2 separate regions of the Zea mays genome follow, and region 2 is linked to region 1. The links are chromatin contacts, called in public Hi-C maps. All regions are on one chromosome and are shown on one strand. The core of a region is the stretch at or near the end of the contact, and the rest is flanking DNA. Distances in the headings are between cores, read along the strand shown. Region 1 holds the start of LOC103626170 (transportin MOS14). Region 2 holds the start of LOC103626169 (pentatricopeptide repeat-containing protein At5g04780, mitochondrial).

The links. Hi-C and Micro-C count contacts between places; a contact is called where the count stands out from the background.
Region 2: a contact with region 1 is called in a Hi-C map of root tip, with 2.7 times the contacts expected there. The contact joins the promoter of LOC103626169 here to the promoter of LOC103626170 in region 1. A contact is called at or near these places in 6 of 25 Hi-C or Micro-C datasets (endosperm, leaf, root tip and 1 more).

What each region holds. Positions count from the first base shown.
Region 1 is chr5:30,179,342-30,182,155 of Zm-B73-REFERENCE-NAM-5.0, forward strand. It overlaps LOC103626170 (transportin MOS14), which reads right to left and starts at 1,455. Exons shown (of 27, transcript XM_008646564.3): 1 at 1,067-1,455. The coding sequence starts at 1,195.
Region 2 is chr5:30,321,119-30,323,818 of Zm-B73-REFERENCE-NAM-5.0, forward strand. LOC103626169 (pentatricopeptide repeat-containing protein At5g04780, mitochondrial) reads left to right here and starts at 1,356. Exons shown (of 1, transcript XM_008646563.3): 1 at 1,356-2,700. The coding sequence starts at 1,418. It also overlaps the pseudogene LOC111589358.

The DNA of each region.
Region 1 (2,814 bases), core at 205-2,704:
AGATACATTCCAAGCCGTCGACAAGAAACTCTATATTTTACACAAACAAACCATATATGCCTATAACAGATCAAGAAATTAGAGAACACTGAAAGAGAGTGTCAACTTTGGTGAATTCCCACAGGTGGCAAATGCACACATTGCCAAAGCACAACTCTATCATCCCATCATCTTCTTAAATCATCACTTCCTAACAGCAGTCCATTCAAAGGCCTGGGTAGCCACAGCAACACGTTACATGCCACAACCTCCAATTACAGGAGATGACTAAGTAGAACCAGTCAGTGGCATACTGGCATCACATCGAGCTCGCATAGAAGTCCTATAAAAGACACTTGAATGAAGCTCAACTTGTAGATTTGTGTCATCAGCAATCACTAGAAAGTAGTAACCCTAATCTAGAAAAAAACTGACAGGGTTGGAAAGTTAAATGTACCTAAAAGATCCAGTCTTTGAGTTTTCCAAATTAATGCATACCGACTGAGACAAAATTCAGCCTGATTGGATGGCTGCGCGTCCATGCGCAGGCTGGCACCGCTCTGGCCAGCCAGATACGATAATTTTGAGCGTATGGGTGGATGCAAGTTAATAGCATCAAAATGGCTTATTTTGCATCCAGCCATACAGGCTGTGACTCCCACGTGCAAGCAACCAAATATAATCTCAAATAAAGTCAACGCATGCGGTGATCCAGGATAAAATGGTGTGGTTAACCAATCGGGCTGATTGAGACCAAAACCATCCTGCGTTAGACATCCTACCAGCAGCCTCAGTTATAGCAGACATAGTATCCAGTCAACAGGAGTCAGAACAAAATCCCACTCCTAAAAATCTAATCGCAATCCCCACCTTCTCCTATGGAGCTAGCTTCAGAGATTACAGAACCACTCACAAATGTGATACAATTCACCCTAGTTCAGGCCGAATTCACACGACTGCATGAAAATCTCACTCTGAGACGACCCAAGTTAGCAGTGTCCCACTCCCTAAATACAGAAACCAACCCTCACCCAGCTCAGGACACGAACAGGAAGAGAGCGAATCGAAAGGAGAAGCGTGCGCACACCTGCCAGGCGTCGAGCGTGTGCTGGAACTCCTGAAGCCAGCGGTCCGCGGCGGTGCGGATGGCGTCGTCCGGGTGGTGGTACAGCGCCGCAAGCGCCTCCTTCACCGTCGCCGTCGCCTGCGCCTCCATGACAGCGACGGCCTTGCCCAGCTCTAACCCTCCCTCAGCGACCTACTCCTCCCTCTCCCCGCCGTTTGACGTACCTCCCGGTGTATTCCTCCGGCAAGCTGGTTGGATTTGTCAAGGGATTCGCCGGGTGGGTAGGGTTTAACAGATGAAAATTTGAAACTAGTGAGAATGTGAGCACACGAGTCCGGCCGTGCCTTGCGGCTCGGGCCTGCGCCATTCAACTGAGTATAGATAGACTTGTTTAAAAAAAATAGATATGTACCATTAAAAAATTATAACTTTAGATATATATCATTGTTATCTTGTTTTTAGAGTCGTTTGAAGACTTCTGTCGGAGAGGAAATTTTCCGGCCGGGTGGCGGAACGTACCCACCCTAAATCCTAAGTTGAGAAGTGGGTCTAAGTGTTTTGCCTGTCTGCAAGATAGTCGATGAACACGAGTGAACACGAGGATTTAGAGTGGTTCAGGTCGTCGGAGCGTAATACACTACTCCATTGTCTGTGTGTTGTATTGAGTCTGAGTGAACTTGAGAGCTTGTCTGAGAGTCCGTCTTGTAACGTTGTGTATCTTCCCTTTTATAGCTCAAGGGAGGCACATACAAGGATGCTGAGCTCCGACATGTGGGCCCAGGAGCAAAATGAAAGGAATACATTATAGGAGTAATTAATGCAAGTAACGCCTGAGCAATCTCCAGGCGCCCTGATGTCCGCAGCCCATACAGTATTGATACGCGGCTGCTGCTTCCTTGGTAGCGTACGAGTAATGATGAGCGTAGTGCACGTGACAGTATGGGCGTACCATCTGCCAGTGGAATGGACAGGCACGCCGCCTACGGAACGGACTGGTCACCGCCTGCCAGCGGAATGGACAGGACTCATTAAATGCGGAGGCGGCACATCGCCTACCAGCGAAATGGACATGACTCAATAAATGTCGAGGCGGCACATCACCTGCCAGTGGAATGGACAGGCAGCGCGCCTTGTCCGCAATAAATGCAGAGGCCATGCAGCCCAAAGGCCTTACGTCAGGCTCCACCCGTTGGCTTACGTCACGTGCACCATGTCGCGTGGCAGCATCGGGGCTCCACCTGAGTGGGGAGCAGAAGCATATACGGTAAGGTCCGGACACGTGTCGGCTCCGGACCCCGCCTGGCCTTGATTAAGGCCTAGGTATTCTCTGTCCCAGAATCCCGGGACCCTGCTGTGAGTGGCCCGGACCCCACACAGAGGGGTCCGGAACTCATCCTAGGGGTCCGGTTTGCGCCCGTGGAGGACCTAGACCTTACCCGGAGGCCCGGTTTGTATATACAGGGGTCCGGCACTTTCCCATAGGGGTCCGGACTCACTGTTCATACCTTGGAGTATATCATCTTCTCTGGCCACATGGCGGCCCCGGAGCCGTCCACATGGTGGGGTCGGGTGCTGTTGCTGGCCCAGAGTAGTCGCCCGAGGCTAGGGTGAGCCATGGTCTGGTCCCACGCACAGCTCCTTTACCACGCGACTAAAGATAGCCGCGTGGGTACTGTGTCTTTATACGGTAGTAAGGGGTACCCCTGTTTTAGGGTACTGACAACTTCCAAGGCGGAAAAACACAATCATACAAGGATGTTCCAAGAACA
Region 2 (2,700 bases), core at 106-2,605, 140 kb after region 1:
TGTCCTCAAACGAGGCCTAAAAGTAAAGAGAGTACCAATTGACAGATGAATTAGCAAATTTAACTAGACAAATTATCAGTTTTTGCGGTTTGGTTGAGGTATACGCATTTAGGGTCCATCAATATTAATTGCACATCACTTTGACTAGTTAAGAGCAACTCCAAAAGAACGTGTAAACTAACTCCAAAACAGATATTAGTCAAGAATAGTGGTTTTTCTTACTCCAACAGCTCTCTCATTCTTCTCCCAAAAAATTAGCGTCCCGGATCCATAGCCTCCTCTCCCTTATATTTTGGTGTGTTCCATCCCACCCCAATCCATTCCTCAACGTATCAGATCATCCACGGTCTCCCGACGACTGTATAGATTGCGTTGCATGTCACATTTAAAGGAACTGTTGGAATACCCATCATAATTCACTCTTAAAATTTTTTAGCCAGCTCTTAATAATTAATTTTTGGGGTAAAATTTTTAACATCCTTTTCGAGTTGCTCTAATAGAGCTCTCTCTTCACCGCGAAAAAAGTATAAGAAAAAACAACAATGATAACGCATGGTTGTCTTTTTCAGTAGGTCCTGTTTATTCAGAACCATGGAGATTAAGAGGAATTTGGGATTATTCAATTATTCTAGAAATCAAAGGAATTAAAGTGGACTAGTACAATACTCGTGTGTTGCGACGATATACCAATCATATTTGTTTAAAAAAAATAAAATTAAAGTGGATCCTCTCTATAAAAAATAAATTTAAAATTAAAGTGGACATATGGTCTACATACTAGATATTAAACTGCAAATACTGCATTTTATCTTAGCCAAAAGTCGAGAGAGGTATGAGTTGAAAAGATTTGCCCCTTAGCTAGCTCGACTACTCGCCCTCCTTAAGCTAGCGAGATGGTATTATCTAGGAGCACTGTGTTGCGTGTGACTTCGTGTCGTTTTGGGTTTGAGTGTTTTCTCACAGCCCATCTAGAAGATAACGACCCCACATTATTTGACGATGTATGACAATGGTAGAACCTAGTAGAGATGTTTGGACCGTGAATTAGGATAGAAATAAGTATAAGAACTTTTTTTTAAAAGAGACGATGATGAAAAACCAGTGTTGCTTTATAGGAGTAGATATAAAGAGGATTGAAAGTGTATTTGGACTTAATCACATTATTTGTTGAAAAAATGATCAGTACAAATCAATAATTCCACCTCTGTTGATTCGTGGGTCCACTTTCTATCGGGGTTGAAACCGTCTGGAAAAGATAATCGCAATAAGATTTTGCCACTCTTGCGGGCTCATTTAAAGCAAAACTGTCTCAGCCCATGAAGCCCAACTAGTATCCTGGACAGTCCACACACTCACCTGTACGCTACCCGAAAATGAAAAAGTCACTGAGCTCAGCCGAACTGACGCCATAAAAACCATGGCTACCATGCCGCCGCCGTCCCCGTCGCCGCGTCATCCCCCGCGTACCGCCTTGTCGCCTCGCTGCACTGCCCTTCATAACCCATCGACCTACGTGTACCACTGCCAGCTTCTCAACGGCACGCCCCAGGGGCATGCGCCGCCGCGCCACGCGCGCGCGCGGCCCTTTCGGGAGCAGGAGCGGGACCTCGCCGCTTCCTACGCGCGCGAGATTGGCTCCTGCGTCCGCGTGCGGCGCTGGGGCGCAGCGTGCGAGGCGTTTGCGTCAATGCTCACCGCGGGAGCCGCCCCAGACAGGTTCCTCCTCCCGCAGGTGCTCCGCGCTTGCGCCGGCCTTGGTGCGCCCCGCCTTGCATCCGCCGCGCATGCGCTCGCCGCCAAGGGCGGGGCCGAGCTAGCGGGGGACCCCGTTGTCGGGAACGCGATCGTCGCCATGTATGCGGCGCTGGGGGACGTGGCCTCCGCCCGCGCCGCGTTCGCGTCGCTGCCCGACCGCGACGTCGTGGCGTGGACCGCGCTCATCAGCGCGCACGCCGACGCTGGGGAGCTGGAAGAGGCCTTCGACCTGTTTGAAGAGATGCAAGAGAGCGGCGTTCGCCCGGACGTGATCTCATGGAACACGCTGGTGTCTGGATTTGCAAGAAGTGGTGACCTCGTTGCTGCTCTGCATCTGTTTGACGAGATGCGGCAAAGAGGTGTCGACCCGGGAGTCAATTCTTGGAATTGCATCATCTCGGGCTGTGTGCAGAATGCACTGTATGAAGAGGCTTTGGAGGTTTTTCTGGAGATGTGTGAGAGTGAGAGGCCTGATGCGGTGACTGTGGCTAGTATTCTCCCTGCTTGTGCTGGCTTGCAGGCACTAGGCATTGGAAAGCAGCTGCATTCTTATGTTTTGCGGTGTGGAATCAAGATCAATGTGTATGTTGGAGCATCTTTGATTAGCTTGTACTCTGAGTGCGGAGAATTTGATGATGCGAGAGTTGTCTTTTCCACCATTCAGGAGAAGAATGTCAATGTGTGGAATGAGTTAGTTCAATCATATACCAGAGAGGGGAGGATGGACAAAGCTTGGGATGTTTTTGACTTGATGCAGGAGGATGGATTGAAGCCTGACATTGTCACCTATAACACTTTAATTGCTGCATATGCTAAAGTGGGTCAGAATGAACAAACATATGAACTGTTTTCACGCATGGCTGACGTCGGCTTAAAGCCTAATGTGGTCTCAATGAATGCATTGATTTGTGGTTTGCATCAACATGGCCTTTACACAGATGCACT